Regions from separate parts of the Sus scrofa genome. Here regions 2, 3 and 4 are each linked to region 1. Evidence: chromatin contacts called from public Hi-C, HiChIP or PLAC-seq and promoter capture Hi-C data. All regions are on one chromosome and are shown on one strand. The core of a region is the stretch at or near the end of the contact, and the rest is flanking DNA. Distances in the headings are between cores, read along the strand shown. Region 1 overlaps MYOM3 (myomesin-3). Region 2 holds the start of GALE (UDP-glucose 4-epimerase). Region 3 holds the start of HMGCL (hydroxymethylglutaryl-CoA lyase, mitochondrial). Region 4 holds the start of FUCA1 (fucosidase, alpha-L- 1, tissue).

Region 1 (7,093 bases), core at 1,231-3,730:
GCTTTGAGCAGGATCCAAGGCAGAGGCATCTCTTAATATGGGGATCGAAGGCTGAAAACCCCAAGAGTCCTGTCCTATGTCCCTTCCCCCCACCCTCAGTGAAGGCTCCAAAGTTCCAGCCAAACCCTGGGGAGGGCGACTGGAGAGATTTCTGGACCGATTCTCTAGCCTTGAATCTTGGTATTTAAACCCTCTGGGCCTCTGGGGGCACAGCCTTGGCCCTGGCTTAGGCACTATCTGCGGTCGTTGTGGGGATCGAGGGAGAGGACACTTCAAAAGCCAGAAAGTTGTGCACCAATACGCCAGATAATTATGACAAGACTCCGTAGCTATTAAGCACCCACTTGAGGCCAAGCCCTGTGCCAGGAGTTTGCACGGTGATGACAAAGGCCAAATTGGCATCATCTTGGCTGGGATTTGGGACGGGACCCTGAAACCACGATTCCTTCCTCGTCAGCAATCCTGCATTTACCGCAGTCCTTGGCACATAGGGAGGCTACAGAAATCAGTGGTAGGGCGGAAAAACACCGAATGCTTAAGAATAAGGCTTGTATTTATCTCTTAACCAGGTCTCACTCCTCCAAGGGCCATGAGGTGGACGTGGGTTGGAGAAGTGAGCTCCAGGGAGTTTCCATCGTGGCTCAGCAGTTTAAGCACCCATGAGGACATGTGTTTGATCCTTGGCCTTGCTCAGTGGGTTAAAGGATCCGGTGTTGCCGTGAGCTGTGTAGGTCGCAGACTTGGCTTGGATCTGGTGTTGCTGTGGCTGTGGCTTAGGCCGGCAGCTGCAGCTCTGATTCAACCCCTAACCTGGGAACCTCCAGGCCTGCTCTGCTCTAGCCCAGACTGTTTCATAGAGACAGCCTTCCTATCCCACATCTCAGGCTGCAGGGGCAGGAAGGAATATATGAGAGAGCGTCCCTTTTGACTTGCTCGAGTTATAGATGAAAATTGAGGTCAGAGAGGGACAGTGACTAGCCCAAGGCTACACAGTCAGTGGCAGGGCCAGGAGTGAAATCCAAATGAGAGGAAAAATCAGTATTATTGAGCCTGTCTTTAAACTTTTGGCATTGTTTTCTCTATAGTCTTTGTTTGGCATTCCTTTTGATTTTTAAAATGATTGCATGAAATGAATTATTTATCTTGATCACTGAGATTTTAGCGCCCCCTAAAGTCTGTGCATGAGTTGAGTGCCTGCTTGCCTTGCCCTCTCCTGACTCCCCGCCCTGTGCTCCGGGCACTGCCTGGAGGCGGAGCCCTGAAGTCAGAGCTACCCTTACCTCTTCAATGCAGACAAGCCCTGCTCCTGTCTGCGGGTCATACTGGCCAGCTGGGAACTCTCTCTTCTGGAAGAACCACTGGAAGCGGGTTTCTTTCTTGGTGTTGGTCACCTAAGGAAGGTGCCGAGTCAAGAGACCCCTTCAGGCTTTGGCTTTTAAGTGAAGACTTAGTTTGTCAGAACTTTTGTTGTAAATGTGACCCCCCCACATTTCCCCCCCACCCCACTTCTCTCTGTCTCTTCTGATGGCTTCTAGACACTGGACTTTCGCTAATGATGTTTCCTCTGCTTCTCAATCCTTCTCCTATTCCATTTTTCCTGTAAATGCCTATCTCATCTCCTCCAGGAAGCCTTCCTAGAGTGCCCCTTATCATGAGTAATCAATTTCTTGCACCCCTCCATCACAGCAGGAGGCATGCTGTTCTCCCATGATCTTGCTTTGGACCGTGGGATCCTAGAGGCCTAAGGAGACCACTGTTTCATCTTTGTACGCCCAGTGCTTGCAGAATGTCTAACGCAGAGTAGGTGCTCTGCATTGGTTGAACGGCTACGCTTCATGGGGTGTGCCCTCCCCCTGTATCTAAAAGGCTGCAGGGTGCTGAGAAGGAGCAAATGTTTTGGAGTCAGACACCCTCTGACTCCCCCAGCTCAAGGCTCTCTCTTACTGTGTGGTCTTGAGCTATTCCTCTGCTTATTTTCTCATGGGTAAAGTGGAATCATAACGCCTCTCTCACAGATGACTGTGAGGCAGTTGAGATAAAAGAATGCCCTGAAGCGCTGAGCACAGGGTCTGGCAAGACTGACACTCAGAATCCACCCTCAGACCCCTGACCCCCCCAAACCCCTCCCAGAGCAGCTGGCAGATCTAGCTCAAGGCTGACCTAACACCCGCCCACTAACTCACTCTAACTCGGCTCCTTGGGATTTTGTTTCCTGGTTAAATACAAAATTCTTAGGGCTACTTCCTCTGCTGGGGAACAGACTAGCGCAGGGCATGGTGTTTCCAGGAGTGGGGCAAGATGGGCAAGGGGCTTGGGAACAGCCACAGGTCTGGCCCCATTGGTTTGGGGGCAGGGCTGGAGGCGGGGGCGGGGATTTGCCTTGCAGGTCAGCAGCACTTGGCAGTCCTCCGTGACCTTCCACTGCAGAGGCTCCTCGAAATACGGACCTGGGAGGGACAAACACACACGACCATCGGTCAGAGCGCCAGGCTTAGCCTGGGCGCCACCTGGTGGCGAGACAGGGGAAGGCAGCTGAAGAGGGGCATCTAGTGACCACTGGCCGCTCGGATTTTGGGATTTCCGTCCCCATCAGGGCGGGGACTGGGGTGAATGAAGTAAGGGAGGCCCTTAGGGTGCAAAATTTAAGGCGGCGCTCATTCTCGGGGTTAAGCAAGTGCTCTTTTGTTCTGGCACGAGGAGGACAACACTGGATCCAATGGTAGTGACCTTCCCTCGCGGGGGCGGGGGCAGGGGCGGGCAGTAGGGTGGAGGGGTTTATTAACCCACTAGCCCAGTGGTTCCCCAGCAATGACTGCTGGCCTGGTGGCCGAGGCAGTTCTTACCCTGTTTTCTCTTCCAGTCTCTTCTCTTGGCATCCGCCTTCCTCAGAAGTTTGTCAAACTCTGTGAAGAGAGAGGGGAACTGGCGTGATTGAGAGGAACGCGGGTCTGGAGGGTCTAGAGTGGGGGCGTCAGGGTGGACAGAGACCTCAGGGCTGGGAGCTGAGGCCAGGTGCGTGGGGTGCACCGGAGCAGGGGTGGGGCCGGGGGTGGGGGTTAGGAGGCGAGGGTAGGTGCAGGGCAGAGCTGACCGTCATCCACCAGAGCCAGAGTGATCTGGTTCTTGGCTTTTCCATCTTGGAGCTGGGCCGTGTAAGACCCTTTGTCGTCCTCAGTCAAGTTCTGGATGATAACTTCCACCAGGCCCTTCTCTCGGACAAAATTGATTTTGCGGTTCTGGGGAGAACAAACCCAGAGAGTCTTTCCTGCCCTTTTCCAATCCCAGGGAATTTATGGGGCACAAGTCTGGCCGAAGTGGGATTTGGGGGTGATATATGCAGCATTAGAAGCCTTCAGAGACTGGAGAGGGGGACTCCTGAGTAACCTTCTCCTGTATATACTGGGTTGTCCCCACACCCGGCCCCTGAGAACAAACACCCTGGGGCCCCGCAGGCAAAGAGTCTGCGTCCTTGATTTAATTGCCGTTAACCATCAGCCCCCAACCTCCTATTGGTCCGCTGCCAACAGGAAGTTGTTTTCCATTTCTTTTGCAATTTGATAGAAAAAAAAAATCCCCCTAAAACTTTAAAGGAAAAATGCGAAAAAGCCTGTGTACGTGCTACCCAGAATTAACACTCATTTACATCGGTCACAGTCTAACATTTTTGCAACATTTTCTTTTCTACATTGAAGACCTTACTCCCTCTGGCTTTATTTGTATGTATGATTTGAAGGAACCATCTGGTTTTATTTTATTTTCCTATGGGGCATCTGATAGCCTTAGCGTTGCGTTTTGAGTCCAGGCTTTGCTATACTTCCTACCGAGAGCCAGGGTCATGCTTATTAATCTTTGTTTTTCCCTCTGCTCCTACTGCATGCAGAGATGCTCCAGGCCAGGGATCCAAGCTGTGCCACAGCAGTGACCCAAGCCACGGCAGTGACAACACCAGGTCCTTAATCCTCCAGGCTACCAGAGAACTCCCCTTGTTAATCTTTTTTTTTTTTTGGTCTTTTCTAGGGCCGCACCCACTGCATGTGGAGGTTCCCAGGCTAGGGGTCCAATCAGAGCTGCAGCAGCCGGCTTACCCCAGAGCCACAGCAACGCGGGATCCGAGCCAGGTCTGTGACCTACCCTACAGCTCACGACAATGCCGGATCCTTAACCCACTGAGCAAGGCCAGGAATTGAACCGAAACCTCACGGTTCCTAGTCGGATTCGTTAACTACTGCCCCAGGAAGGGAACTCCTCCCCATGCTTAATCTTTATGCAGAACTTTCCAATCTAGTTTCTCAATTACTCCTCCTGATCCTGGAGCAACGAGCCCCATTGTACAGATGCACAAACTGATGCACAGAGAGGTGCAGAGACCTGCCCAAGGGCACACAACCCACGGGGAATGAATAGGAGTCTTCTGACATCTGGCTCTGAGCTCTTTCTCCTCTGTCAGAACCAGAGCCCCTCTTTATAACACATATTTAATGTTGACCACTTGGCCATCTGGAGGTGAAATTCACAAATAATATCATCCTATGATTGAATCTCTCATGAGACTGAAATAAGCATGTTTGTAAGTAAAAACAGTTGCGTGTGGGCAGCTAACGTGGTTCAACTAATACAACTGAGCTACACACATGATTTTTTAAAAAGAAATATAATACCACAGCTATAATAGCAAGAGGAAATAACAATAATTTTTTCAATATGCAGCTGCTCAGACACAATCTCACTCGTGCTGCACTGATTTATAATGAATTGATTTGAATTAAAGAGAAGAAAAGCAAAGCTATTCTGTACAAGAAGAACAGGAAAATGAATGAATGAACACACATAAATTGGCTAATAGAATAAAGACTCTATTCCGTGTATACTAAAACCGTGAAAATTCTTTGTGTTTGTATCTCAAGGTTAGGGTCCAAATGTGCATGATTATAACCACGAAAGTAGGGTTTTCATCTTAAGAGCGTCTGGCATGAAATTCTTTGTGGGAGTGTCCCTTGCATTGACAAGTGTCTAACTTGCCTGCCACCTGCCCCCCGCCCCTAAAATCCATGTGTCCCCACTCCCACCTCATGACTATGACAGCCTGAGCAGGTGGCCATTTCTAAAATGTCCACTAGGGGGAGGCACTGGCCAGTGGAGACCAGTGTCCGGGAGGCCACCTTCTGCACTGGGGACCTCACCTAGGAATTCTGAGCCCCTAATTACCGGTGAGCTGAAGATTTCCTTGTCGTTGAAGATTAGATGCAGCTCAGCGGCTGGAGACAACTTTTCTACTTCCAGCCAAAGCCGCACCTCTCCTCGCTCAAGGATGTCAACGTTCCAGCCCGAGATCAGCTTGATCACTGGGAGGCAGAGGACAGGAAGGGGTGGGCAGGGCACCCTTCTCCTGCCCCCACCCCCAACAGCCCCTCTTGAGCACACCGTGAACAAATGTACACAATGCTTCAGAGTCTGATGGAGACGTGACCAGGTGAGGGGCTGGGGAGCGTTTTCTCTCATTCAGTCACCTCACATTGCATCCGCGTCCAGGGCTTTCATTTTTTAAATTCTTTTTAGGGCCACACCTGCGGCATATGGAAGTTCCCGGGCTAGGGGGTGAATTGGAGCTGCAGCTGCCGGCCTACACCACAGCCACAGCAACACAGATCTGAGCTGCCTCTGTGACCTGTGCTGCAGCTTGTGGCAACACCAGATCTTAAATCCACTGAGTGAGGCCAGGGATTGAACCAGCATCCTCATGGACATTTTGTCAGGTTCTTAACCCGCTGAGCCACAGCGGGAACTCCCCCAAGGGAGTTCAAAAACACCAATGTCTGGCTCCAGCCCCAGAGGCTCAGATGACCCAGGATCCAAGTAGAAACCATCCACTCTGCCCTCCCTTTCACCCCATGTGCTCTCTGCTGGCCCCTCTTTTCCTTTCATGGACTGCTGATCCATGGGTCTCTGACTCTCCGGTCCCATGACGCCCCCATTCTGCATCCACACCCCACCAGGCTAGCTTCAGGCTTTTGGCTGACCCAGCCTGGTGGGACTGGGCCTGGTGGGACTGCTTACCGGGGTTTCTGATCTCATGGCTCAACTTCTTCAGCTTGTCCAGCTCTAGGACAGGGAGGAACAAAGAAGAAACCAAAGAGAATGAGACACTGGTGTCATTGGGCACGTGGGAGCCTTCCTGGCATCCACACTGGGTGAAAGTCCTGAGAGACTCAGCTTGGGGTCACATGGCTACCAAGGGGGTGATGATGACCATGGTGGGCCTTGGCTCTGGGGCACCGAGGGGGGAGGGGCAGTGGGTTACCCCAAGATTGCTTATTCTCCTTGGCCTTCAAGGCCTGGTCAAATGCCACCTCCCCCGAGGAGCACCTACTGTGTGCTCAGCTCTGCATGATCTTAGCAGGTCCTGCTGAGGGGCAGGCATTATTGCTGCTTCCTGAGTACAGGGCCCACTGGTTCCCAAGCCCCCTTGTTTATTTATTTGTTTGTTTGTTTATTTATTTGCTTTTTAGGGCCACACCCGTGGCATACGGAGGTTCCCAGGCTAGGGGTTGAATCAGATCTGCAGTTGCTGGCTTACACCACAACCACAGCAACGCCAGATCCAAGCCATGTCTGCAACCTACACCACAGCTCACAGCAATGCCGGATCCCCGACGCACTGAGCGAGGCCAGGGATGGAACCCGCATCCTCATGGATCCTAGTTGGATTCGTGTCTGCTGTGCCACAGCAGGAACTCCTGGAGCGCCCTTGTTAACCCGCGGTGACACGCTCTCCTGGTGCTGAGGGTCTGCTCCCCCGCTGATCACTTCTGTCTCACGTGTCTAGGGCAGGTGGGCAGCGTGCTCTCTCGCTAACTGCTCCTCTGTGTTAGGTTTGTTTCTCCTGCTAAGCTGAGCTCTGGACCTGCATGAGTGTCTAGCACACAGTAGGTGCTCAACAATTTGGTGTTGCATGGATGAATTGGCAGCAGCAGAGCCCGTATCTCACTTGCCATGGTAAGAGCCAGAGTCCTTAGTATGATGTGTTGGAATGCATGGCAAGTAGCCAGCCCCAAACCACAAAACAAACCCCTCATTTCGTGGATGGTCTTTGTTT
Region 2 (7,093 bases), core at 1,189-3,688, 200 kb before region 1:
TGCCTGACTCTACCCCCCAGGGGCCTTACCCACTGTGGCACTGTCTGCTTGGCTAGGGGCCCTCCCAGGGTCTGTGTCCTTGTCCCACGTCTCACCTCCAGAAGCTGAATGGTTCCTGTCAGGTTAACCCTGTAATAATCCAGAGGCTTCTGCACCGACTCGCCCACAGCTTTGAGCCCGGCAAAGTGGATGACTGCCACGAAGTGGTACTGCAGGGTTGCAAAGCTCAGGTCAGGGGCTGCTTATAGGCCCGGCCCTGGGCAGCGCCCACGGCCTGCCAAGCACTTACCTTCTTAAAGAGACGCTGTAGGGCTGCCTGATCTAAGATGTCCATCTCCTCAAACTCCACAGAGCGGCCTGTCAGCTCCTGAACCCGCCGCAAGCTCTCCGGCATGGAGCTCCCTCCTGGTTGGGCACATGGGTCCTGGGTTGCCAAGAGGCTGGCCATACATTTAGCCCTTGGAGGTGAAGGTACCTCGTGGGGTTTTCCTTCCATCCTCTCTGGGAGCCCCAGCGCCCCTCCCTCCCAGGCTGCTCACCACGAATGGCGTTATGGAAATTATCGATGACCACGGGCGAATAGCCTGCTTCCAGCAGCTCCAGCACAGTGTGACTGCCAATGTAGCCAGCCCCACCTGTTACCAGCACTTTCTCTGCCATCGTGCCTGGTGCAGGACAGAGACTACCCGCTCAGCGTCTTCTTCCAGTGAGAGTCTGGGGTTGGAGGGAGGCAGTGGTGTGTCCTAGGTAATAGGGTGGGTCCAGAGTCAGCCCTGGGCCAAGTCTGGATACCATCACTTTCTGGCCTTAGGCCTTAGAGACCAGTTCTCTCTTGGCCATGGTTTCCATTTCTATGAGATGGAGTTTATAAATGTACAGATATCTCGTGGTAGTGTGAGAGTTAGATGATTTTAAAAACCTGCCACATGGTGCAGGTGGGGAGGTTGATGCACAGGCGCCCTAATTCCTAATCTTAATTTGACCAGGGCTGGGAAGATAGAACCTGAGGCTCCACACTGCCTTCCCCAAGGTGTGTGGAGACCAGACAGTTCTGGACAGAAGGAAACAAGGCAGCAGCATTGGGACTCCAAGAACTCAGGAGGGGGATCTGTCTGTACAGACTCAGACCTTTCCAGTCCCTCTACCATCCCTAGGTATAAACTGGCTCCTTGGTTCAGTGACTAAAACGTCATGCTGTAAGTAGCTCCTGACTCTCTCCCACCGTCAACTGGGAGGAAGCAGGAAATACAGCAGTTGGCCTCAGGGTGAAGTCCTTGAGGCCAGCTCTGGGGGCTGTAGCCCTGCAGTCCTAGAGTGGGCCCCACCCCAGGTCAGCCAGGCTGGTTCAGCCTCTGCCCATGCCACTCTCGGCTTGAGGCTAAGGATACCGTCCAACTCTAGGCGGCACTGAGCGGGATGGTGTAGACGTGGCGTTCGCCCCAGATTCCACTGCCAGGTGTGCACCACCGCCCTGAACAAACTCTGCGGGCAGAGACGGTGGAGGAGGGGTGAAAGCCCAGACACTGAGGCCTTTCATCCGGGACAGGCTGGCCCGCAGCCGCCTTCCTCCAAGTTGCCTCAATCCTCTTCTGGGTTCACCCAGCTCCGACCCACTTTGCTGAACGCCCGCTGAGTGCCAGGCTCTGTACTGGGCACTTTTGCATTATTTTCCTGAATTCTCCCAATATCCTGATGAGGCAAGTGTTATTAGTGGCACTTTACAGAGACGGATACTAAAGTCAGAGAGGTGAAGTAATTTGCCTTAAGTCACACAGCTACCAACGCCGGCCCGGCCAGGATCTGGAACGCCAGGCTCAAAGCCCCGCCCCTCGCCCCCCGCCCTCACTGTTTCCCGCTGGACTCTGCTCCCAACTCTGAAGCTGCCCGCGCCCACACACCCCCCCCGCCCCGAGCTCCAAGCTCTACGCGGGGCCCAGGAAAGTGGTGGCAGAGGGGCCCTCGGAGGCAGGAAGGCTGGCGAGGCTGGCTTCCCTCCGACCAGCGGAGTGACCTCGGTCAGCTGTCGCCTCCTCAGTTTTCCCAGTCCGCAAAATGGAGGGGAGGGGTCGCAGGGCCGTGAGCGCTCGAGTGCAAGGAGCCTTGGCCTGGGATTCTGGTGGTGGCTCCGAGAGGGGACAAACTAGGTGCCCTCCGGCCGGGAATGAATGAACCCAGGCCTCCCTAGCCAAGGCAGCAGGAACTGGGACCAGCAGAGGCGGGCCTGCCCTGGCGGGGCTCTACCCAGAACGCGGTCTCTCTCTCTCGCTCGCTCCCCGCGGACCACCCGGCCCCTCGCAAACGCGCCCGGGTCCCCCATTCCCTTCCCGAACCTGCTCGGCTCCACGCGCCCCGCACTGCCTCCAACAGCGCCGCCTCCGGCGCCCGGCTCAAGGGTCCCTTTAAGAGTCGAAGGCCCCGCCTGGCCCCGCCCCCTCCCCGCCCCCAGGAAACGTGTCTGTCGGGAGACTGCAGTACGGGGCGCCGCGAGGACCTACGGCAATGCCGCTTCCAGACGCCTGCGCGGCGCCTCCCGCAGAGGGCGGCCCTGAGCCGTGCCGGAGCGGTGGGCAGAGGCAAGGCGCAGCTGGGACTTAAGATCTAGTGCCCGAGCCGCGGAGGTCCGCTTCCTGGCCGAGGCCCCAGGCCTCCGCGCCAAACACCGGCGCTGGTCCCAGCCCCTGAGAGCAGGCGCTGCGCCCCCGGAGATGGGGCTCGTTGGGGGCGCCCGGCACCTGTCCCCGCGGTAGGAGCCACAGCCGAGGCTGGGGCCGAAGACTGCTGCTCCACGCTCGCCCGCAGGTTTTCCACCCTTTTTATATCTTACAAACCTTTTCTTCACAGTAAGCCTGGCATGAAATAAGACGGCTGCCTGGAGGAGAGGCAGTCGTTCTGGAAAGTTTAGTTTGAAAACCCGCCTAAGGGCTGGCGGCAGCTCTGAAACTAAAACAGGAATTACAGCGCCGATTGCGCTCAGCCTTCACGTAAACCATGCCCCTCCACACACACCGCCTTAGGGAATGGTGTGCACCCTGCCTATCCTGGTAGGTTCTAAAACAGTGTTCTGCTTGAAGGGAGGGCTACGGGATGCTGTGTATAGAGGCATGACATAACGGGGGATGAAACCCGAGCAAAAGAATGTGCGTCCTACAGCCTGAACAGGCGGCAGGGCACCTTGTGCACCAGCCTGGTCACAGGCTAAAAAACCCAAAAACAGCCTCTCCCGGGTGCTCCGACCAGAGTTGAGTAAGTCTTAAGCCACTGATTTCCAGTCACTATGAATTCCCAAATTTTCAGGAGGAGAATGAGGGAGAAAACTCCGAGATAAATAGTCTGTGTTTCCCTCTCAGCGTGCAGTGCTGGAAGGATGCTTTATTCCCCCTCTCATACACACACACACACGTCTGCACAGGACACTGGCATGGTTATGGCATTAAACCTTTAATTACATAAGCTGTTTTCAAAAATCATGTTCAAAGTGGAGATTTTCCAGAGTTGCTGGAGTTGGCAGGTGGCTACCACTGCTCCCTCACACCTTCACCAAATGCCCTCTGCCAGCTGAGGAAAAAACTCCTCCATGCCCCTTTGCCCTATACAGAGAGCGATGGCCCCAAGGATATGGCAGCATTGTGCTGAGGAGAGTGGCTAACTGGCAGGTTTCACCCAGAGATGAGACTTAAGGATCAACCCAAGCCCAAGAATTGGGTTCCCAAATGCCCACAGGTATTCAGCTCCTGGACCTTTGGGTCCGTGTGGGAGGGAGACCTCCAGCTGCCCAAGCCTCTCATTCACACTCAGGTTGGACAGGGAGGGCCTGAGGCCAGGCAGCGCCCATCTGCCTCCTTTCCCCAGGAGAGACCACTGGGCAGAGCTGGCGGTGAGGTGCCTGCACCTGTTCATTTCATTCCCATTTCCATGTGCTCATCCGTGAATCATCCACATGTGTCCCTATTCCCATGCAATCCCCAAGGCTTCAGGGGGCAAGGGGCTCACAGTTTACAGGAAGCCTGAGCCACTCTGGAGCTGGTTTTTTTGTTCAGGGCTTGACAGATAAAGGCCCCAGCTTCCAAGAGCTTCTGGAGGTTCACACCCTTTGAGAAACAAATCAGAGGATGCAGTAAGTCACGACATGCCCACAACACCCAGGGAAAACATCTGATTGGACAGAAACTGTGATTCTGAAAAAGTAAAGGTGAAGACAACCAGGCTCTTGTGCCTCCGACGAGGGGACACCGGCTGCTGGGAGTCCCGCTGACTGCCCTCCATCTGTGACATGGTTTGTAGTGCTGCCACCAGGGAAACCATCTCATCAGTGTGGTTGGGCACAACACCGTCTAGCACAGGCCTGGCCCTCAGGGGTCAAACACTGCATCCTGAAGTAAGGATTGTGAGGCAGAGAAAAATAGGAGTAAAAACACCAACTGAAAGGGCCACACTGAAAACCTACGGTTATAATAGGAGCTCTTATTTACTGAGGTGTACTATGTGCTCCGCTCTGGGCTAAGCATTCTGCATTTTCTTGGTGCTATTTATTCCCATTTCTTAGGCCCAGAGAGGTGAGGAAATTTGTCCAGTCACAGACTGCGAGTGGCAGGACTAGGTTTTGTTTTATTTATTTATTTAGTCTTTTTAGGGCCGCACCCTTGGCATATGGAGGTTCCTAGGCTAGGGGTCTAATTGGAGCTGCAGCTGCCAGCCTATGCCACAGCCACAGCAACGCCAGATCCGAGCCGAGTCTGCGACCTACACCACAGCTCATGGCAACGCTGGATTCTTAACCCACTGAGCGAGGCCAGGGATCGAACCGAAACCTCATGGTTCCTACTCAGATTCATTTCCACTGCACCACGAAGGGACTCCAGTTCTGTCTGACCTCAAAGCACAGATGCTATACTGCTTCCACCCCACACTGAGGGCCTTTACTGACTCTGGCAGAGCCTGGGGGGCCAGGGGGCGGGGGGCCATGGTGTGCTGTCTAATTCCGCTGCCCTTATTTTACAGAGAACAAAACAAAGGTCCAGAGGGAATGGATTCATTTCAGGTCATGGCCTTAACCCTCTCAAAGCTCCTCCCCACACCCTGGTGCCTCCTGGAACTGAAGTGTCAAAGTGACACTGTGAACCTGGCCTTCTTGTGGCCTCCATCAGTTGCACTCTGTTATCTCAAAACATCTGACAGCACAGCCCTAATCCCCTGGCACCCTTCCCCTCTTAGCTGCACCAACACCACCACAAAAACCCTGAACAAACCTAGCAGCTCTAGTCCTTGGGCACAGCTCTGGTCCATTCAGGGCTGTCGCCATCAGGGGGCAGGCAGGCTTACCGTGTCAATGCCCATGCCCGCCAGCATGTAGACCAGGTCCTCTGTGGCCAAGTTTCCTGACGCCCCCTGTGCAAAAGGACAGCCTCCAAGTCCTGCTACAGAAGAGTCCACGACACTCACTCCCATCTGGAAACAAGGACGGCGAAACACGGCTGTCACGGTGGGGACCAGAGCCCACAGAGCCAGTTCTTGTAAACCTCCCTGTCACTTGCTGCTGGAAATTCCAGGACTAACGCATTCCTTTGGTTTATGATTCTGCTGAAGTGAAAAATCCCACAGAAAAGAAACAGTGTTTCCTTTTTTATTTCCTCAAACTGGAGTCTTTTTTGCTACATTCTTTCCTCTGCCAAGAATATCTTTCCTCCTCCCTTTCATGGGAGATCCCTCACCTCCTTCTCAGCCTGAAAGCCATTTCCGCAGAGAGGCCCTTCCTGATCACTGACCTCAAGTAACCCCCACTAGGCCCACCGTAAGGTTTCAGACCCCCGTGTAAAACCTGTTGTGTTTGTTTGCCCACCGTCGGAGGGCCTCTAACCCCACGGGGGCCTAGCCCATTTCCCTGGGTCAGTGGCTCCCACTTTCTGAGATGATGGTTTCACTGTCTCCTCTCTTCTTAAACCTTAACTCTGAGAAAATAGACCCAGAAAGTAATAGAATCAACCAATTTAAAGATATGAGCCTCAAGGAGGTAACCTGAGAGCTAAACAAGTTGGCGCAGGATTGCTCTAGGTAACCTAGACAACCGGCTAGACTTGGACTAGCCTAGAGCTAAGTAGCCCGTGGCCAGGCCAGCACTTTCCTCCTAAGGGCTGCTGCATCACGGGACCCTCGTTCTGGGCCAGGCCCCGCCAGCCTCGAGGGATATCCAATTTGAGGTCTCAGTCTGGTTTCTGAGGACCGCATTAAAGCCCCTCCCTGAGCGCCCTCTGCCTCCCTCACTACTTCCAGCCCGCTCCCCTACACACAGGCACATGCACACACACACAGCCGTGCGTGCTATCTCGGGGCTCCAGGACCCACCTTGGTCTTACAATGCGGTGCTGCCCGGTTACCATTCCACTTCTCTCTTCCACCTGCTTAACTTCCTCATGTCTGTTAAGCCTCGCTCAGGGCTCCTCTGCAAAATCCTCTCTGACCTCCCCAGCTCAGATGGGTGCCTTCCTCAGCCCCAGGCTTCCTTCCTCGAGGCATTTGTCACATGCATTAGGGTTACTACCTAACTCTCGAATGTCTCCCCTAACAGACAGATGCAGGCGCTTCCAGCGATGGGTCACATGTCTGTGCCCACCACGGCCAGCTTGGGGCCTGGCACACAGCTCTGGGCTTTTGGCACAGTGGGTGCTTGCTGAAAGCATAAATGGAACACAGCTGTCAACCTGCGCTTTCCTTCTCTGCCTGCCTCAACCTCCAGTCCCTCACCCCCACCTTCACACAGTTTCAGGCCATGTCCTTTGGGAGAATGGACTTGCACCTTTAGCCTGGGACAGGCCCTGATTACCTGCAGGGCCATCAAGGTGTTGGCCAGTGCCTGGCCGTAGGTGTCATGGCAATGGACGGCCAGGGCAGACACTGGCACCTCCTGCATGACAGCAGACAGCATGGCCTTCATGAGCCCGGGAGTGCCCACGCCAATGGTGTCTCCCAGGGAGATCTCGTAGCAGCCCATCGAGTATATCTTCTTGGTGACCTGGGAAGACAGGCAGGTACTTGGAGAACATGAGGCTCCTCAAGCCAGAGGCCGAAGCCTGCGCAGAACACCCCCCACGTCCGAGTT
Region 3 (7,093 bases), core at 3,291-5,790, 180 kb before region 1:
CAGAGTGATCACGTCTTGCATACTCTACACCATCACATCAACTCTCAACGCCTGAAAAAACAATGTTTTGGTTGATTTCCATCTTTACCTTTTCATTTTGTAGTCCATCTCGGGGACCAACTTCCACAATTTTCACCCTCTTTGGGAAAGTACCCACAGATGAGGTGCTGACCTTTGGTATAAAAGAGCAAATAAGAAAGTAACAGGAGGAGATTGTCACAATTGTCCAGGGGGACACATCTGAAAAAATGTATGCCTCTTCACTGAGACAAGAAGCAGTATTTCTTACCCTTTAATTCACATTTGGTCTGTTTTACTTTATTTTTAATTTTTGTTTTTTTGCTTTTTAGGGCCACACTCGCGGCATAAGGAAGTTCCCAGGCTAGGGGTCAAATCGGAGCTACAGCTGCTGGCCACTGCCAATGCCATAGCCATGCAGGTTCCAAGCCGCATCTGTGACCTATACCACAGCTCAGGACAACATTGGATCCCTGACCCACTGGGTGAGGCCAGGGATCCAACCCAAATCCTCATGGATACTAGTTGGATTCGTTTCTGCTGCACCACAAGGAGAACGTCCATATTTGGTCGGTCTTAGAATCAAAGAACAAAAAGAATAAGAACATTTCACTTAGAAACAGGAACGAGTAAGAGATTCATGCTCCCAGTACAGGGCCATTTCCAACTTCTCTGAGTCCAGACCCATTTCCACCTGAATGGCAGTTGCATTTAGGTTGTTTTTTACACAGACCTATTTGTACTTCTCAAACATAGAAGTCCCCAAACAGAACTGTTTAATTTCTCCCAAAGCCCAGTCTGACTTTATCCTTTTTATCTCAGTTAAAAAGCACCACATGCATCCTGTTGCTTAAGCCAGAAACCTGACTCATCCCCTTCTCCCACCCACCGTGGACCATAAGATTCTTAGCATCTCACTCTTGCCACTCCTGCTGAACTCATTAGCTGTTCCTGCTGTTCCACATCCACCTCGTTGGGTCACTCACTGGCCTTTCACCCACAGCAGGGCCTCACTGCTTTCAGTTCCCTCTGCCCAGGATGCTCTTCACCTGGCCTGTACCACATCTGGCTCCCTCTCATCTTTCATAGATAGGTCCCCTCTGATTACCCTTTGTAAAGCTGCCAAACTGCTCATCCTCATTCTTTTCTCTTTCAGGACTATAATCACTTTCTCAGGGTCTCTTGCAGTAGAACATAAGCTCTATAGGGGACTTTGTCTCAATCGCCACTTCATCCTTTGTGTCTGGCACTGTGCTTGGCACAAAGCAGGCACTCCTTCAAAAGCTACTAAAACAACACCTAAATGCATGAAGGTCATAGCTGCCTCAGAGGAGGGAAATTATTGAGTGTGGTGAGGAGCAATCTTGGACCTTGGGGGGTTGTGGAGATGGAGTTGGGCTCTGTTCTGATACAAGCACAGGCTGGGCGAGGACAAGGAGACTGAGTCTGACAGATGAAAACTTTAGCGGTTGAAGACATTTAAGAGAGTGAGATTCCCTCTCTATTTAAAGCCTGCTCTATATAAAGTCCTCTATATAAAATCTTCCCCTTTTTACCACCAATATAAGGCTTTTCTCTCTCTCTTTCCTCTATCCTTCTTAATATTACTTGAGGAGTTCCCGTTGTGGCTCAGTGGTTAACGAATCCGACTAGGAACCATAAGGTTGCGGGTTCGATCCCTGGCCTTGCTCAGTGGGTTAATGATCCGGCATTGCCGTGAACTGTGGTGTAGGTTGCAGATGCAGCTCAGATCCGGTGTTGCTGTGGCTGTGGCACAGGCCAACAGCTGTAGCTCCGATTAGACCCCTAGCCTAGGAACCTCCATGTGCCATGGGAGCAGCCCTAGAAAAGGCAAAAAGCAAAAACAAAAATTATATATATATATATATGTTATATATATATAACTTGATACTCTTCAAGTTAACTTCATTTTACCAGATTTAATCTGGATAAACATAGTACAATGGGGCAAGGAGAGAGGTATATTGAGAATCTGCTAAGGATTCCAAATTCCTAAAATCCTTAAGGAAGGAAATATTCCTGGCTATTAATCAGCTAGAACTTAAACAACTCACCTGAACTGGCCTTGGTTTTAGCCAGCAAAGCTTCCTAGAGACTAATGATGAGCCACTGAATTCCATGAAGTCAACAAGCTAGATGGAAGGTCCCTGCAAGCTGAATCTCCCTCCAATAGGGAGGTTCAGGATCTGCTGGTACATTACTCTAAAAGGATCCCACTGGAATGCAAGCTCCATGAGCAGGGACTTTGTTTTATTCACTGCTACATTGCCAAGACCCCAGGACATAATAGGGGCACATTAAATCACTGCTGAATGTTGCTGAAAAAGCGTAAAATCTGTTTCCAAGTTCCTTTTATGAGAACACAATAAAAACTCAATTCCACTTCCTTGCCATAACAACTCTTCACATACTAACAACAAAGCAACTCACATTTACGAAGCATTTACTATTTGCCAGGCACTTATAGGAACCTTTTACATATTAACCCATTCATCCTCTCAACAACCTTATTAGGTAGGAACTACTATAATCTCCATTTTACTGTGAGAAATCTGAAGCCCAAGGAGATTAGGTAATTTTCCCAAGGTCACATGGTAGTCACTGAGCCACTATCTGAACCCAGCAGTGTGGATCTAGAGTGCTTGCTCTCAATCCCTAGGCCACATTACCTCTGCCACCCTCGGTTCCCCAGTCTTCTTTTGTCCTGGTTAAGCACCTATTTCATTCCTTCTATAAAGTTCTCCATAGTAATAATGCCCTCTAACCACACAAATCCCAGGCCACAACTTCTGAGCTATGGTGTCTATATCAAACAGCCGATAATGACTAAAGCCCAGTGCTAACTTCCAGACATCAGCACCTCATTTAGTCCCTACATGACAAGGACTATCACTATCCCAACTACAAAGAGGAAGAAACAGCCTCAGAAATACCCCAGTTCACCCAGTAGGAAGTGAGGAAGTTTGGACTTAACTGTCTGCTTCTGACACCAAGTCTATGCTAGTAACCTTGAACCTACTACCTACCACCATCTCACTACACCAGGAATTTTTTCAAAGCACATTTACATCCACCATCTCATTTAATTTTCTTAACTTGGCAAGTTGGAATTACTAGCTTTTCTGGCACATGAGTAGTTGATGGGGGAGGGTGGCCTAGGAGACACTGAAGTGGTTTTCTGAGAGGGGCCCATTGCCAAGACAGTGAAATTTTTACCACTATACAGTTTTTTTGTTTTTTTTTAATTTTTTTTTTTTTTTTTTTTGGTCTTTTTGCTATTTCTTTGGGCCGCTGCTGCGGCATATGGAGGTTCCCAGGCTAGGAGTCGAATCGTCGAATCGGAGCTGTAGCCACCGGCCTACGCCAGAGCCACAGCAACGCGGGATCCGAGCCGCGTCTGCAACCTACACCACAGCTCACGGCAACGCCGGATCGTTAACCCACTGAGCAAGGGCAGGGACCGAACCCGCAACCTCATGGTTCCTAGTCGGATTCGTTAACCACTGCGCCATGACGGGAACTCCCAACACTATACAGTTTTAATTCCTTCTAAACTCTAAGGCAACAAAATTCATCGATCACTCACGGGCCTAGAACAATGTCAAATGCTTTACCTACATCTTCTTTAATCTCCAAACCCACACTGAGGTAACATTTTTTCATGCTATAGTTCAAGAAAAGGGGTTTAGAGACCTGTCACTCAACCTAAAAAAGTGGCGTCATAACCACTGGCTCACCACAATTTTTGAGCTTTAACCAACACAGTGTATTCAACCCTTTAAACGATTAGGTCCACTCACTGAGCATGGGAAAGAAGAGGGAAAACATCAGGACACAATTCCAAGGTAATCACACTTAGCCCCACATGATCCAAATCCTGCTCTGCACCCTGGAACAGCTCGCCAAGCGTCCCCAAACGCAACAAGAGCTGGAAATGGAGACGGACAGAGGGGGATAACCTTGCTTTTTCCACTGGCAACGGACAGAGTATTCACGATTTTCACTGTGTCACTTTAGTCTGAAGTTAAAGTTCAATCGGACAGAGAAAGATGCCAGAGACACCAGGAAGAACCTAAGCCAGGGAATTAGGACGTCTGGGATGGCGTCTCAGGTCCTGACAACCTGGACAAGTCGCTCCCCATCTCTGGGCCTCAGTTTCCCTATGCCCCTCAAGAGCTTTGGGCGGGACAGACAGGGTTCAAGACGCCGAGGCCCTCTGTGAAAGAGCTGTCGGCCTTCGCCTTTCACAGACCAGCCGCTACGGGTCAAGCCCCCGACCTTCACCGTCAAGGTGCCTTCAGGACCGCCCCCGGGCGGGTCGGGGCACTTACAGCCCGAAGGGATGCCAAGCCCACCAGTCTCCGTAGCGGCACCTTTCTTACTGTCGCCATCTTGCCCCAGCTTCCCCCGCGGCTGCCCAGCAGAGGTCCGCGCGTCCCCCTTCGCCAGCTGGGCATGGCCCCGCCCCCAGGCGGGGCCTCTGGGACGACGTGGTGACGCACTACGCTGGCTCCGCCCCCAGCCTGTCTAAGTTTTTCGTCTTTTCTGACGCTCTTTGTGTGCCAGGCGAAGTGAGGCGCTAAGACTATAAAGATGAACAAAAGTTAACCAAAGTCTCTGACTTCAGGGGTTTGTAGTCTAGGGGGTATGGGGAGACAGATGTTAACAATCACGCAATTATAAGATGAAGCGTTACTATTTGCCATGCACTGTTCTGAGTTGTTTGCATATAATAATTCATTAATCATGATCTTTGGGACTCAAATGCAGGCAGTTGACTCAAGAAAGAGAAGCGTCCTTTGATTTCACACCTCGAAGAATAAGTAAGATTTACCCAGGTAAAGAGGATACAAGAAGAATTTTCCGGACAGAGCATAGCATTATGCAAAGGCCCCTAGGCAAAGAAATTGAATGTTTAGAGCAGCGTTTTTCAAAATTGAATGCCTGTGACCAGTGTTGTACCCCATTGGTCATAAAATCAATTTAGTGGGTACTTTTTAAAAAATCCTTTTTTATTAAAAGCTTTAAAAAAATCAGGAATCCACATTGGATTTTGTTGCTTGTTTTTTCTCTAGTGGCTTATTAAATAAATAGTACTTTAGTAGGTACTTTTTTTTTTTTTTTTTGGTCTTTTTAGGACTGCACCCGCAGCCTATGGAGGATCCCAGGCTAGAGGTCTAATCGGAAAGCTGTTGCCGCCGGCCCACGCCAGAGCTACAGCAACGCCAGATCCGAGCCTCGTCTGTGACCTACAGCAGTGCCAGATTCTTAACCCACCGAGTGAGGCCAGGGATCGAACCTGCAACCTCATGGTTCCTGATCGGATTCATTTCCGCTGCACCACGACAGAGAACTTCTTTAGTGGGTACTTTTTAAAAGAAATAGCATAGGAGTTACTGTTGTGGCTCACTGGGTTAAGAACTCGACTAATATACATGATGACGTGGGTTTGATCTCTTGGTCTTGCTCAGTAGTTTAAGGATCTGGTGTTGCTGCAAGCTGCAGCGTAGGTTGCAAATGTAGCTCAGATCTTGCTGTGGTTGTGGCTTAGGCTGGCAGCTGCAGCTCTGATTTGACCCCTAGTTGGGGAACTTCTATATGCCACAGGTGTGGCCATAAAAATAAATAAGACAAAATAAGTAGGATAGAAAATATCGCAGTGCATTGTATAAATAGAAATCTAAGTACTGCTTTACAAAACTTCTGTTATTACACAACAAACTAGGTTGCACTGTAAAATTTATTACTGTAGGCTGCAATTAGAAATTTCTGAAAATATTGCTTCAGAAAGATGAAAAGAAGGCTAGAAGGACTGGAGAGCAGGAGGGAGTTAAAACGGGACTTCCTACTAAGATGAGAGAGATTGGCAGGGACTATACCAGGGGGCTTTGGAGAACATGTTAATAACAGCTATCCTTACAGCAATGCATTTGAAGGATTCTATGCAGGAAGATATGATCAAATTTGCATTTTGTAAATAGTCACTGTGGCTCCTGGGTGTATGGATATCCAACTGGTGAGTGAACTGACTGGCATTCTTGGGAGGAGCAGAAAAGGCACTGTCCCTGCTTTCAAGGGGCTCAGATTTTAGCTAGGGAGAAGATGAGACATGATTAAGTCTTTTGTTATGCTTCCAAAGCACAAAAAATATCCTCCATCATAAGTTAGAGCACTACTGGACAGAATCCTCAAGCCTGCAGCCAGAAGACTGAACTTGACCCCAAAGTACTACCATGCTGTTTAAAATAAACATGACTTTCAAGATTTATACACTGAAAACTACAAACCATTGCTGAAATTAAAGAAGACATAAATAAATGAAAAGACATCCATGTTCATGAATTGGAAGATAGAATATGAAGATGTCAATATTACCCAAAAATGACCTACAGATTCACTGCAATCCCTATTTAAATGCCAGTGACGGTTTTTTGCAGAAATAGGAAAAAAAAAAAGCATACTAAAATTCATACAGAATTTCAAGGGACCTTGAATAGTCAATGAGATCTTTAAAAAGAGAAAGGAGTTGGAGGACTCACACTTCCTAATTTCAAAACTTACTATATTAATTAAAACAGTGTGGCATAAAGGAGGACATACAGACCAATGCAAGGGAATAGAAAACCCAGAAATAGGCTGTTGCATGTATGTTTGAAAAATTTTTGGAGTTCCCGTCGTGGCGCAGTGGTTAACGAATCCGACTAGGAACCATGAGGTTGCGGGTTCGGTCCCTGCCCTTGCTCAGTGGGTTAATGATCTGGCGTTGCCATGAGCTGTGGTGTAGGTTGCAGACGCGGCTCGGATCCCGCGTTGCTGTGGCTCTGGCGTAGGCTGGTGGCTACAGCTCTGATTCGACCCCTAGCCTGGGAACCTCCATATGCCGCGGGAGCAGCCCAAGAAATGGCAAAAAGACAAAAAAAAAAAAGAAAGAAAAATTTTCAACAAGAGTGTCATTCAAACGGGGAAAGAACAGACTTTTAACAAATGGTGCTGGGAGAATTGGAAATCCACATGCAAAAGAAAGAGGCTGGACTCTTATCGGATGCCACATACA
Region 4 (7,093 bases), core at 3,083-5,582, 160 kb before region 1:
CTAAGTTAGTGACACTCAGGAAGTTGCTGCAATCACAATACCCCTTGGGTACTACTCCAAGAATGGAAGCAAATTTAAGGAAGCCACAGTGCTTAGGGGCCAAGGAGGAGGCACAGAAGGAAAGAAGAAATAGGTAAGACAAAATATGTACATGTTGGTTCTTGGGTTCTTCAACCTTTATGTATATTAATGAATAGTTTTCTTTTATTTATTTATTTTTTTTTTAGGGCTGCACCTGTGCCATATGGAAGTTCCCAGCCAGGGATTAAATCTGAGCCTGTAGCTGCAGCAACACTGTGTCCTTTAACCCTGGGAGATTGAATCCACACCTCTGCAGCGAGCCAAGCCCTTCCAGTCAGACTCTTAACCCACTGCACCACAGCAGGAACTCCAATAATTAGCTTTTTAAAAAATGCTTTGCCCTAAAGGAGAAAGATCTCTACTGGAATTAGCAGGTGATAGAAAAGTAAGTTGTTTGTTTTACCAAGCCCATACTAATTGCCTCTCATTTACATAGGTGACAAAAGGCCCAAAGAAAAGGGGAGAAAGGGCAAGTAGTGAAATAACCAAATCCTCCCAAAGCAACAGAAATAAAAGCAGAAATAAACCAATGGGACCTAATCAAACTGACAAGCTTTTGCACAGCAAAGGAAACCATTAAAAAAAAAAAAAAAAAGCAACTTACAGAATGGGAGAAAATAGTTTCAAATGATGTAACTGACAAGGGCTTAATCTCTAAAATATATAAACAACTTATACAACTCAACAGCAAAAAAGCCAACAACCCAATGGAAAAACGGACAAAAGACCTGAATAGACATTTCTCCAAAGAAGATATACAGATGGCCAATAAGCACATGAAAAAATGCTCAACATCATTGATTATTAGAGAAATGCAAATCAAAACTACTATGAGGTACCACCTCACACCAGTCAGAGTGGCCATCATTAATAAGTCCACAAATAACAAATGCTGGAGGGGGTATGGAGAAAAAGGAACCATCCTACACTGTTGGTGGGAACTGAAATTGGTACAACCACTATGGAAGACAGTATGGAGGTACCTCAGAAAACTAAATATAGAACTACATAGAACTACCATATGACCCAGCAATGCCACTCTTGGGCATTTATCCAGACAAAACTTTCCTTGAAAAGACGCATGCACCCGTATGTTCATTGCAGCACTATTCACAATAGCCAAGACATGGAAACAACCTAAATGTTCATCGACAGATGAATGGATTAAGATGTGATATACATACACAATGGAAAAACTACTCAGCCATAAAAAAGAACAAAATAATGCCATTTGCAGCAACATGGATGGAAATAGAGACTCTCTTACTACGTGAAGTAAGTGAGAAAGAGAAAGACAAATACCATATGATATCACTTATATATGGAATCTAATATAGGGGACAAATGAACCTTTCCACAGAAAAGAAAATCATGGACAAGGAGAACAAATTTGTGGTGGCCAAGAGGGAGGGGAAGGGAGTGGGAGGGACTGGGAATTTGGGGTTAATAGATGCAAACTATTGCCTTTGGAATGGATAAGCAATGGGATCCTGCTATATAGCCCTGGGAACTATGTCTGATCACTTATGATGGAGCATGATAATGTGAGAAAAAAGAGTGTATACATGTATGTGTGACTGGGTCACCTTGCTGTGCAGCAGAAAATTGACACAACACTGTAAACCAGCTATAGTGGAAAAAAAAAAAGAATAAACAAATAAAACCAAAAAAACAAAAGCAAATATTACCTTGGCAGTAGAAAATTGACAGAACACTATAAATCAACTATAATGGATGGGAGGGGGAGGGAGTGGGAGGGATCGGCAGCTTGGGCATATCAGACACAACCTAGAATAGATTTACAAGGAGATCCCGCTGAATAGCATTGAGAACTATATCTAGATACTCATGTTGCAACAGAAGAAAGGGTGGGGGAAAAACTGTAATTGTAATGTATACATGTGAGGATAACCTGACCCCCTTGCTGTACAGTGGGAAAATAAAAAAAATAAAAAAAAAAAGAAATAGAAAAAAAAAATCAACTATAATGGAAAAAAAAATCATTATTAAGAAAAAAAAGAAATAACCAAATCACTCAACATTTCATTTGCTTTTATGGTAGAAACAGCTAGTGCCCACAGTGAAAATTTAATCACTGGCCAATGTGGGGAACTCAAGACTTTTAAGGGCTAGACAGTATTTCAGGCTCTGTAGGCCACGTTCCTCTCTGTGGCATAATCTTATTTTCTTCTCATCTCAAGAAACTTACAAAAACAGGCAGAGAAACAATCCCTCTGGCCACGATCGCAGACTCCTAGTGTGGTGGAAAGAACCTTTACCTTAGAGTCGTGGAATTTGGAGTCTAGGACATCTGTCCCCTTCCTCTGTCTGGGCTGGTCAGATCATCTTGTCTGTAAGGGGACATCTTGTCCTGGACAAAGGATGTCTCCCAGATTTTAACTTCTTCATTTAAAAATTATGGATTTCAGGGAGTTCCCGTTGTGGCTCAGCAGGTTAAGAACCTGACCAGTATCCATGAGGATGCAGGTTCAATCCCTGGCCTTACTCAGTGGGTTAAAGGATCCTGCATTAGCCTCAAACTGCAGTATAGGTCAAAGACGTGGCTCAGATCTGGTGTTGCTGTGGCTGTGGCCTAGGCCAGCAGCTGCAGCTCTGATTCCACCCTTAGCCTGGGAACTTCCATATGCCATGGGTACGGCCCTAAAAAAAAGAAAAAGAAAGAAAATTATGGATTTATAAGGCTCCCGGAAAACAGAGAACTCCTCCTTTGTTTATTCAAGCCTTATACTCCCATGCATTTAATTGCAAACACTAAATGTCAGTTGTAATTTCTCTTTAGTACAAGAGAACTTAAAGTCCAAGAAAAACTAAAACCCGGAAAACAGCTGAGAAGACAAGGTAAGGGTGGAAGACTGCCCTAAGCCAGGAGCCAGGGGACCTCCCTGCCTCCATTCTTACCCTCCTGCAACCCACTTCCCTCCCAGAAGCCAAACATCTTTGACGCTAAAAACTGCAACATCCCACCCTCAAGGATGACTCCTCCAGGACTGGCCCTAGTCTTCCATGGCCTCATAAGGCCTTGCCTCTTTTCCCCTTCCCAGGGCTCTACACTTTCTGTTCTCAGAACCATTCACAGGCAAGTTGTGACAGTTCTCAAAACAACCCAAACATTTCTTGAGCACTCTCTATGCTCAAGAAGCATGGAGAAGCATGGAGAAAAGCAGATGAACGAGAATCTGTATGCCCAAACACACTGCACACCAGAAGTCCCTTCCCTCCCCTTCCCTCTGGGCGATACTAAAGCTGCAAGGAAGAACACAATTCCTTTCTAAAACCACGGAAGGGGGCTCTAGGGAGGTAAAATGCCTTGTTCAAGTTTGCAGTTGAACTTGGATCAGACTCCTGATTGGCTTAAAATCCTGATTGTCTTGTTGACCTGGAAGGGACATTAGGTATCACCTAGCTCAATCCTCTCAATCAATATACAGGTGTAGACGCTGAGGGCTTTCCAGCCCACCACCTCCCTGAAACCTTTATTTCCTTCTAAAGCTCAACCAGACGTACCTTCTCCTTAGGGTCAGGAGTGCCACATTCAATTCTGCATCCTTCAGGAGGCAAAACACAGAACCGGGGCGGGGGGGGGGGGAGTGTTGAAGTCAGAGGGACAGCTGTATGACCCCGACCGCTGTGTGACCTGGTAAGTCAGCAAGTCGTCTTGCCTCCCCCTCCATGGTTTTCACCTACCTAATCGTCTCGCCTTCCCCTCCACGGTTCTCACCTACCTAATCGTCTCGCCTTCCCCTCCACGGTTCTCACCTATCTACGCCCTCTCCCGGCTCTCTTCCCGGACGCCGGGAAGCGGCGTCCCGCCCGTCCCTGAAGCTGCACTCACTTGGCCCCGGAGGCCTCGAACAGATCGGCCCAGCTGTCAGGATGGAAGAAGTGCGCTGTAAACTGTGGCCCGAAGTCAGCGTAGGAAAAGTCGGGCGGGTAGTTCTCCTTCATGAAATTCTGGTAGGCTGGCAGCTTCTCGGCCTCCCAGTGCCACCAGAACCACTCGCTGCCCCAGGCCGGCACGGAGAACACGCCCCAGTGTATGAAGACTCCAAACTTGGCCTCATCGAACCAGGCCGGCAGAGGCCGGGAGTCCAGACTCGGCCAGTCCGGGGTGTAGCGACGCGAAGAGCCGGTGCAGCGCGAAGACCCAGTGCAGTCGCGAGCCCTCACCAATTCAAGAAGCAGCAGTAGCAGTAGCACCTGGGCACTCACCGCCCGCATTTTCATCCGGGGTCGTGGTACCGCCGCCTTTACGCCCCACCGCCCCCTCTTAAAGCGCAGGTGCGGGGCGCGGGTCCCCGCCCACCCTAACTAATGATTGGCTCGGAAGGAAAAAGGGGTGGGGCAACTCGGGCTGCTTGGCTACCGAGTCTCCTTCGCCTCCGGGTGGGCGGTCCCTGCCACTGCCCTTGTGATCACAGCGAGAAAGACTCTAGGAGGCGTAGGCAGTGCTGTGCTGACAGTGGATTTGCTGACAGTGGATTGAAAACTTGGAAAGGGACTTCACTGCAGGGCGAACTCGTGGGGGTGTGGAGCTCCCGGTGTGTGTGGTCCATTTTGCCGTTGGAAGCTATAGGAGACTTTTTGAGCTGTGATGTAGGAGAGCAGCCAGGGGCCAGGAATAGCAGGCGGAAGGGCATTGTAACTTCCCCGGAGTAGAAGGATTATGGAAGGAAGCATTAAAAGGCAAGAGATGAGAGGAAAGTGGGCTCTGAAAGAGGAAGAACAGGTGTGACCATTTTGCCTACCTAATATTTTTTGAACTTGTTTTGAGAATTCTGAGGCAATTCAAAGAATTTAACAGCTAGTTGGAAAAACGAGAGTCATGGACAGGCCACCAAGAAGGAATAATTTTTAGAGTAATAGGGTGAGGAAATTGAGAGTCTCAGGCCCAAGGAATACCTGCGTGAACCTTGTCTGGCAGGGAAATCACCAAATTCCTCTACAATTTGTACATTCTACGTGTGAGGCCGTAAGGTGTGGGAAAGTCTAGTGACCCCATGTGGCACAGCTGGTCCCTGCACATCAGTGGGAGATCTGCTGCAGGTCAGAGTTGGAAGGGACTTTGGAAATCCTTGACGCTATCCCCCTTCCTTACTCTTCCCATTTTATGGAAGAGACAGACCCGGAGAGAGGATCAGGGTTTTCCAAAACCACGCAGTTAGTTTGGGTCAGAGGTGGAAGGAGAACCTGAGCCTCCACGTGCGGAATCTGTCTCTCAAACATTGCTTCTCCTGGGGTGCAAGAGAAGGTGTCAAAACTGTGTTGACAGAGCAAGCACTTCCTCATTCTAGCAGTGATAAGGAAACTCAATGGCTGTTGTTGAACGAACAGCCATTTTCTTTATCTTCTGTTTCTTCCTCTGCAAGATTGTGTTGAAATATTATCCAAAACAGCAAGCCCAGACACTTAAAAAAAAAAAAAAAAGGAGAGAGAGAGAGAAAAACCCTTAGTACACATCTTCTAGTGATCAAGTTGAGTAATGGTCTTTGATGTTATAACTCATTCTAAGGGAGATAAAATGAAGGACACCATGACCTTCGTTTCCCCTTCATCTCATAACCAAAACATAAATCTGCAGGGGAAGGTGAGAGGCATTGCAACATAGTGGAAAAACTGCAAGTTGGGAAACCTAGGTTTCTTGCACCAGACATCACCTTGTTGGGTCTCTTTGGGCAAATCTTGCCCACTGTCTGGGCCCATTTCCTTTTATTTTTTAGGGCTGCACCTGAGGGATACGGAGGTTCCCAGGCTAGGAGTAGAATTGGAGCTGTAGCTGCCAGCCTGTGCTACAGCAATGCCAGATCCAAACTGTGTTTGCAACCTACACCACAGCTTACAGCAATGCCACATCCTTAACCCATGGTGCGAGGCCAGGGATCAAACCTGTGACCTCATGGATGCTAGTCAGATTCGTTTCTGCTGAGCCATGACTGGAACTCCTTTTTTTGCCTTTTTAGGGCCGAATCTGCCGCATGTGGAAGTTCCCAGACTAGGGGTTGTATCGGAGCTGCAGCTGCCAGCCTATGCCACAGCCATAGTAATTTGGGATCCAAGCCTGCGACCTACACTGCAGATTGGGCCATGGGGCAGTGCCCGATCCTTAACCCACTGAGCAGGGCAGGGATCGACTCTACATCCTCATGGATACTAGTTGGGTTTATTACAGATGAGCCACAACGGAAACTCCCAAAGTTGCAGCAATCTGATGTTACAAAAGTCTAGTATTATTATTAGACTTAGTAAGTCTTATTATTACTTATACTTTATATATATTTATCACTATTAGACTTTTAAAGTCATTATTATTTATAGACTGACTTCTTATTGCTATCCTAATCAAGCAGGCTTTGACTGAAATAGGCCAAGAGGTTAGTGGTAAAGATGGCAGGCGTGGAAGTTCCTGCTGTGGTGTGGTGGGTTAATGATCCGGCTTGTCTCTGTGGAGATGCCAGTTTGATCCCTGGCCCAGCTCAATGGGTTAAGGATCCAGTATTGTTGTAACTGTGGTGTAGGTCACAGCTCTGGCTCAGAGTTGATTCCTGGCCCAGGAACTTCCATATGCCACGGGTGTGGCCAAAAAAGAAAAAACCAAAAAGTGGGCAGGCTTTGAAGTCAAACAAAACTGGGCTGAAAACCCCAGCTCTGGGTACATATTAGTAGTGTGACTATAAGCAATTTGCCTTTTAGAGGTTTCCTCATCTGTAAAACGAGGATACCAAACTTTCATCCTCAGGTTATTGTGAAGACCGAGAGTCCTCATTTATTTTTTTATTTTATTTTATTTTATTTTTTGTCTTTTTGCTATTTCTTGGGCCGCTCCCTCGGCATATGGAGGTTCCCAGGCTAGGGGTCGAATTAGAGCTGTAGCCACTGGCCTATGCCAGAGCCACAGCAACACGGGATCCAAGCCGTGTCTGCAACCTACACCACAGCTCATGGCAACGCCGGATCGTTAACCCACTGAGCAAGTGGCAGGGACCGAACCCGCAAC

Evidence for each region. Promoter capture Hi-C pulls out the DNA fragments that hold promoters and counts their contacts. Hi-C and Micro-C count contacts between places; a contact is called where the count stands out from the background. HiChIP or PLAC-seq counts read pairs in DNA pulled down with a chosen protein or histone mark.
Region 2: a contact with region 1 is called in a Hi-C map of skeletal muscle, with 13 times the contacts expected there. The contact joins the promoter of GALE here to the enhancer-like site in region 1. A contact is called at or near these places in 9 of 47 Hi-C or Micro-C datasets (embryonic fibroblasts, epiblast stem cells, fetal skeletal muscle and 5 more) and 1 of 2 datasets of contacts at active chromatin or transcription factors (alveolar macrophages).
Region 3: a contact with region 1 is called in a promoter capture Hi-C map of liver, with 6 times the contacts expected there. The contact joins the promoter of HMGCL here to the enhancer-like site in region 1. A contact is called at or near these places in 3 of 5 promoter capture datasets (fetal liver, fetal skeletal muscle and liver), 13 of 47 Hi-C or Micro-C datasets (alveolar macrophages, embryonic fibroblasts, epiblast stem cells and 8 more) and 2 of 2 datasets of contacts at active chromatin or transcription factors (alveolar macrophages and skeletal muscle).
Region 4: an H3K27ac HiChIP or PLAC-seq map of alveolar macrophages shows a contact between it and region 1. The contact joins the promoter of FUCA1 here to the enhancer-like site in region 1. A contact is called at or near these places in 11 of 47 Hi-C or Micro-C datasets (embryonic fibroblasts, fetal heart ventricle, heart right ventricle and 6 more) and 2 of 2 datasets of contacts at active chromatin or transcription factors (alveolar macrophages and skeletal muscle).

Annotation. Positions count from the first base shown.
Region 1 is chr6:81,812,846-81,819,938 of Sscrofa11.1, forward strand. It overlaps MYOM3 (myomesin-3), which reads right to left. Exons shown (of 38, transcript XM_021095533.1): 25 at 6,055-6,099; 26 at 5,206-5,342; 27 at 3,092-3,236; 28 at 2,844-2,903; 29 at 2,380-2,447; 30 at 1,281-1,391. Among named protein-coding and RNA genes, the nearest start is that of MYOM3, 43 kb to the right of the region's middle. Within about 2 kb of position 2,481, at least 35 of the 83 cell types and tissues checked have an H3K27ac peak or open chromatin away from gene starts, as enhancers often do. A contact at or near this core is called in alveolar macrophages, fetal liver, fetal skeletal muscle and 4 more, where this site is marked.
Region 2 is chr6:81,608,097-81,615,189 of Sscrofa11.1, forward strand. It overlaps GALE (UDP-glucose 4-epimerase), which reads right to left and starts at 2,439. Exons shown (of 11, transcript XM_003356202.4): 1 at 2,331-2,439; 2 at 540-743; 3 at 290-405; 4 at 96-209. The coding sequence starts at 660. It overlaps HMGCL (hydroxymethylglutaryl-CoA lyase, mitochondrial), which reads right to left. Exons shown (of 9, transcript XM_005656051.3): 7 at 6,818-7,006; 8 at 5,320-5,445; 9 at 3,420-4,088. The coding sequence ends at 3,987.
Region 3 is chr6:81,625,914-81,633,006 of Sscrofa11.1, forward strand. HMGCL (hydroxymethylglutaryl-CoA lyase, mitochondrial) reads right to left here and starts at 4,541. Exons shown (of 9, transcript XM_005656051.3): 1 at 4,413-4,541; 2 at 89-172. The coding sequence starts at 4,496.
Region 4 is chr6:81,651,661-81,658,753 of Sscrofa11.1, forward strand. FUCA1 (fucosidase, alpha-L- 1, tissue) reads right to left here and starts at 4,333. Exons shown (of 8, transcript NM_001315628.1): 1 at 3,935-4,333. The coding sequence starts at 4,326.